Linked DNA regions of Mus musculus: region 2 is linked to region 1. A link is a contact called in public HiChIP or PLAC-seq data. All regions are on one chromosome and are shown on one strand. Each heading gives the region's core, a stretch centred on a gene start, on an enhancer-like site or on the middle of the called end of the contact. The rest is flanking DNA. Distances are from core to core; before and after follow the strand shown.

Region 1 (2,880 bases), core at 109-2,608:
ACCAAGCTTGGTTTGCTGCTCAATGTCATCATGGATGCCAGAGGGCATACATCTCACTGTGTGTCGTCCCCTCCATGGTGCTACTCACTGGTCCCTTCTTATCATTTCTTTCAGCGGAAGGTGTCACTTCCCCCAGCCTTCCCCAGCTACCTTTCCCCAGCTTCTTCATTTCCTCACTGTCTCTTGCGATACCTGTGCTCGAGTGGTCAGCGCGTCTTCCTCTTCTAACATGTAGCTCTATCATGTTCTCTATTTTTCTCTTCTGAGATGGTGGCTGTCACACAGTGGGTGTTCAACACTTGCACATTACTCAAGAGATACTGAAAAAAGGCCCACCACAGTTCTTGTTGTCCCAGGCTCTGGTACAGTAGCCACCCCTGTTCTGGGAAATGGTCCCTTGCTGACTAGGTCAGCAGGAACTGGCAATGTCCCCATGATAGCATTTTCCTCACAGCTGCCTCCCCCCCCCCAAGTGCATGAGACCTTGATGCATTTCAAAGAAGACATTCGAATTCACAAGTGATAGAAACTCACTTTGGCCAGCTTAACGTCTGGGAAGTGGCCACCTGCTTGTGCCTCAGTTTTCTTTCCTACAAAAAGAGGAGGGAGTATAATAAATATTAGCTGCCTCCCGGGGTCTTCAGGAAAAGGATATGACTTAGTATATGTATAGCACTTGTGATAAGTGTTAAACTAAGCACATAGGAAACATCTCTGAAATGCTGTTTGCCCCTGTTGTCACTGGTGGTCAGGACATGTTAATGAAGAACAGCAAGGGCCTCTGGGTTTCATGGATAGAACCAGCCAACCATCAAGGAGATTTTCTGTTCTCTGCCATGGCATTAAGCTGCTTTGGTTCATACAGGCCTCTGTTATTCTTCTTTCTGGGCTTGTCATTCTGTAAACACTGCTGTTTCTGGCCACATCCTTCACACTTACTCCCCAAGTGGCATACATAGCTGCTCTTGGGTTTAATTCTAAGGTTTTGGGATAAATCAATGAGCCTTCCCCAGGTCAGAGGTCTGTCCCTGGAACAGTCAGTTGTGGCTGGGGCCTCTTGTCATGGGAGGCACTCTAGATGAGATTCCTTCTTGTAGGCGAGAAGGGAATTCTGCCAGGAGTGGACAGAGCTGCAAAGCGTGCCAGCTGGAGGTGGCTGCAGTCTTTCTGCGCTAAGGGCTTGCCTTCCTATTCCATCCCATATCCTTTCTTCTTACCTCTCCTCCCCCTTCCCTTCCCTTCTCTTCCTCTTTGCTTTTTTACTCTGTTCTTCCTCCCTTTTCTCCCCCTTCTCTTCTTGTCTTGTTATATCTCCCAGGCTGACCACAAAGCCTTCTCTCTTAGCTTGGTATCTCACACCATCCTGCCTGGCTCACTTTGCCTGCTTTTTAATTCTGTCCAACACCCACACCCACACGGTCTCACCAATATTATTGTTTTTAAATACTCCCCGGTGCGTTTACCCCTAATTGCTCTAGCTTCTTGCTTTCTGCTTTTGTAAACCACTTGGCTGTTTCCTGATCTTATATTTGGCTGTCGTGAATGTGGAAACTTCACAGAACCCTAGACTTTCCAAGTTGGAAGAGAAAACTGCTTTTCTATGCTTGCAATAAACAAACAAACACCTACAGCCATCCCCTCCCATAGTCACTGAAATCATATTAGACTCAGCATTCAGTTCCACACCTTTCTGATGTAATTAATAGTGTCTGACTTCCATGTTGGAACAAAGAAGTGGTTACATAGAACCCCATCACATAATATACCAAGAGTTCAAGTCACTCACAGTGTCCATTCTTATGACTTGAGTATAAATGTCCCTCAAGCTCACAAGTTTGAATAATTAGTCTGGGACTGGTGGTGCTATTTTGGGAGGTTGTGGTACTTTTTGAAGGTGGAACCTTGTTAGAGGAAGTTGGTCTCAGGGGGTGGGACTTGTGGTTGATAGCCAGGTCCCACTTCTTGTCCTGGCTTTGCTACCTAACCTGTCCAGATGTGGGCAAGCCCCCATTGCCACAGCCAATGCCCACTGCTTTTGCTGCCAGGAAGGGCTGAGCCCCTTAAACTGTGAATGAACCCCCACCCTGAGGTGCTTCTTGTCAAGTATTTGGTCACAGCAAGGAAAAAAGTCACTATTTGTGGTTGTAAACAACAGGTTCCAAAAACCCATGAGGGGGTCTTCCTTCCCTTCATCTAGATCCTGCTTCTAATAGAGACTGCCCACCACATCCCATTGTCTAGATTAGGTGTTCAAATCCTTATTCCTCCAGGAGCAAAGCAGCTATCTTAAACAGGTATAAGAAATACCTGGAAACAAACCTTAGAGTGTTCTTCTCTCATATGGAAAAATAGAGAATTCAATGGTCCATGTCCTTGTAGCCTATAGCCTTTACCTCTTTCACTGAGATGTGCCTTGTTTTCTTTTTACTGTACTATGGGGAAAACATCAGTACAAGGATGATGTAGTTTGGCGATGATAACCAGTTTTGGTTATATAGAGGCATCAGGGAGTGGTGGAGACTGTGGCAAAGTCCAGGGAATGTACCTGACTTGACAGAATGACCACGGCTGAGTTCAGGTTAGTGGTTGCCAATATGGTAATACAGGCCCAGTACTGTCTTCCTTCCCTCCCTTCCTTTCTTTTCCAAGAGAGACACAAATTAAAATATCAATGGGAACTTTCCTAATTTCATAATGTCGTGCTGATATATTTTTTTAAAAAGAAACTAAAAAACAACAAAGAAAAAAACAAAAGTGTTGGGTCGGCCAAATACAATATGGCAGTAATTTGTTATCCTTGACATAGATACAAAGTTTCATTTCATCTGAAATCTTTTACTGCCTTTTAGCCTCTTTCTCTGCCAGCTCGGTGAGCTTTGG
Region 2 (2,946 bases), core at 362-2,861, 36 kb after region 1:
GTATGCAAGGTGGCCACCCATCATTGCCTGGTAGATGTCTTGAACCTCAACCTTCTTTAGCTCCAGCTTAGGTCTAATGACGAAGGAAATGGAGTGAGGGGCAACATTGCGTAGTGCAAACACTGGGTTGGAGGGTGCAGCAGTCAAGGCAGGATCTCATTGACCTGGTTTAGTCTGGTGAGCTGAAGCCGGGGTGGGTTCACTAAGACACATACAGTGATGGATGCAGTCACTATGGAGATGGTTGGAATCTGTGCCATTCAGTGATGTCCAATACTGGATGATGAGGCAGATCATTGAACTGAGAATTTTATCTTCCTCTCTTTCTCAAGGCCATAAAAGAGGAGACAAGCCAGTCAGCCGAGAGTGTGGCAGAGAGCGATGTGACAGAAGCAGTTCACATTGGACTCGCTAACCTTGAAAGTGCTAAATAGTGATATGTCCAGAAAGACATGAGCATCGCATGAAGCTGCTCCATTTCTGGGAAGGAAGCTCTTTGGAGGACTTTCCTGGCTAGCTTCAGGAAGGCTTGGAACATCTCTTCCACCTTCTTGTTTTCCTTTGTTTCTTGTCCCAGAATTCTTGCTCAGATAACAACTTAGTTTCATGCCTTGCAAAAGGGAAGTTTTTTTCCCCTTCACTGATTCTGGGACTGTGGCTACTCTCTTATTAGGTTTTCTTAGCTTAAGCTGAGCTTAGATGTGGCCCGACACCTGGGGGAACAGGAAAGCCTTTCTCCATTTCTGTCTTAGGGTGAGAATCCTCTCAAGTGTGTGAAGCTTTTAAGCTTCCGTTACTTAAGTGTGTGTTGGGGGTGGGGTGGGGAGGCTGTGTATGAGATCAGAGGTGACTGTGGATGTCAGTCCTCAAGTCCCTTCCATCTTTTGTTTGAGAACATCATTCATTAGGCTGAAATTTCACCACAGTCCACAAGCTTCGGATCCTCGTGTTCCCTTCAGTTTGCCATCTCTGGGGTTATGGGTGCACAGCAGCCTGTCTGGCTTTTCATGTGGGTTCTGGGGATTTGAACTCAGGGCCTCATGCTTGCCAGGCTGGCACTTTACCAGTTGAGCCATCTTCTCAGCCCCCAGTTACTTAATGTAAAGAATGGTGCCTATTGGAGCTTTGATGTCTAGTTTACTTTTAAATGGGGGCAGCAATAGGATCCACTTTGCAGGTGATTGGGGGCTCTAAATGAAGGTATGTGCAGCTCTTTGGATACTAAGCCCTGAAAATGGTGTTGGCCACAACTTCTCCATGATGGGTTTTGCTCACTGAGAGTTGTTCTGGGTTTTAGGGGAAGGTGAAAGAGCTTGCCTTTCACTTTCTTTGGCTCAGAGATCCAGGCAGTCTCTGCAGTAGAACACATTGGAGATATCCATCCAGCCCAGCTTGTGAGCATGTGTTATCCTTGAGAACCATTTAGCAGGGGAGGGCGGGGCCGACCCACACCGAGCCATGTGTTTGGGGTCTTTGGTGCATGTCTTTTTTCAGTTACTGCTTTATCTTTGACAAGGCTGATGAAAGCCAAGAAACCCCTCAAGTTCTCTCCTTTATGGTTATGCCATCCACTGGAAACCGTATTTGGTCTTCTCGCATTGTGTCAGCAACAGCAGGTGCAGCTGGCGGCCCCTGCCCCGCCCCCGTCAGCCCGATCTCTGGGGACTCCTTAGACTAATGCAGTTTTAATGAATACACATTACTGTTTACATGGCTGAAATGAGAGCCTGGTTGCTTATTTTATGCCGAGATTTTTACAGCTCTGTCTTTTGAAATCCTGTCTCTCTTGCTGCACTTCTGGCCACAGGGATGCTTTCTTGGCGGCCTTTCTGCGGTCCCTCCAAATAAGGTATTCCTGAGAAGTACTGAGAAGTACAGTTTCTGAGCCACTGCCTTGCTGGGGAAGGAGTAAACTGTACAGAGCAAAAGCATAAAGATGGGTTCTCCTTTCTTTTTAATTAATAAAATTTAAAATTCTTATTAAAGGGCACTTATCAAATGAAAACAGAGAAGAAAACAAAATCTCCCATGCACATTTTAATAAGTACAAATGGGCATTCCAATTTTTAATTATTTTGAGCCAGGGTTTCTTTATGTTCTTGTACATTTTAGTAAGTACATATGCACATTTCAATTTTTAATTATTTCGAGACAGGCTACAGTTATTTGTGTAGCCTAGGCTGGCCTCATACCCATGACCCTTCTGCCTCAGCCCCTAGAGTGGTATGTTGACAGGCCGGTACCAGCACACCCAGTCTTGGCTGTAAACACATTATTCCTGACATCTGTTTTCTGTTCCCCACAATTAGCACAATAAACAGCTTTCCATGCCAAGCAATGTATATCTGCAGTGTTTCCCCCCAGCATCGCTGTATCCTGCCCTGTTTACAGAAGGCTTTAATTGCATTTTATTTGAAGAGTTACCTACAGTCTCACCGACTCAGGATTTCTCTCTGCTGGTTTGGACTTAGGTATTCAGTTTGTCTACTTAAAGGCAATAAATACCACTAGTTTCTTACAATTTTTTCCCCTGGAAATAGATTATAATAGATAAGGAAGTATATGAATATCATTTATTTTTAATTTTTAAAAATAATTTATTTTCTCTCCTCCACTCACATTAAAATGCTAGCTAAACATTTTGTTTCTCAGCAGCATGTTTTGGGCAGAGTGTGGTGGCAGATATCCATACCCTCAGGACCCTAAAGGCTGAGGCAAGGGGATTGATCATAAGTTTGAGGCTAGCTTGGGCAGTTTAGTAAGTCCAAGGTCAGCCTTATAAAGAAACAGAAACTATCAGAATTTGTTCTACATTAGCCAATACAGAGCATCTTTGCTCTAGGACTCTGGGTCCAGGGTGTGGTGGAAACAGTCACACTGAAGCCTTTTCTGTGGTCTGCCCAAACTTCATATCCAACGGTGCACCTAGGGAAGGGACAGTCTGGC

The links. HiChIP or PLAC-seq counts read pairs in DNA pulled down with a chosen protein or histone mark.
Region 2: a contact with region 1 is called in a CTCF HiChIP or PLAC-seq map of CD8 T cells, with 6 read pairs. The contact joins two enhancer-like sites. A contact is called at or near these places in 1 of 15 datasets of contacts at CTCF or cohesin (CD8 T cells), 8 of 484 Hi-C or Micro-C datasets (CD4 T cells, bone marrow-derived macrophages, cerebral cortex and 4 more), 6 of 115 datasets of contacts at active chromatin or transcription factors (the 230-238 cell line, the SCID.adh cell line, double positive thymocytes and 3 more) and 1 of 9 other capture datasets (bone marrow-derived macrophages).

The regions. Positions count from the first base shown.
Region 1 is chr7:122,315,768-122,318,647 of GRCm38.p6, forward strand. The region is part of intron 2 of Prkcb (protein kinase C, beta); the gene reads left to right. Among named protein-coding and RNA genes, the nearest start is that of Gm51497, 21 kb to the left of the region's middle. Within about 2 kb of position 1,359, at least 49 of the 459 cell types and tissues checked have an H3K27ac peak or open chromatin away from gene starts, as enhancers often do. A contact at or near this core is called in the 230-238 cell line, CD8 T cells, the SCID.adh cell line and 1 more, where this site is marked.
Region 2 is chr7:122,351,235-122,354,180 of GRCm38.p6, forward strand. All of the region lies in intron 2 of Prkcb (protein kinase C, beta), which reads left to right. Among named protein-coding and RNA genes, the nearest start is that of Gm51497, 56 kb to the left of the region's middle. Within about 2 kb of position 1,612, at least 53 of the 459 cell types and tissues checked have an H3K27ac peak or open chromatin away from gene starts, as enhancers often do. A contact at or near this core is called in the 230-238 cell line, CD8 T cells, the SCID.adh cell line and 1 more, where this site is marked.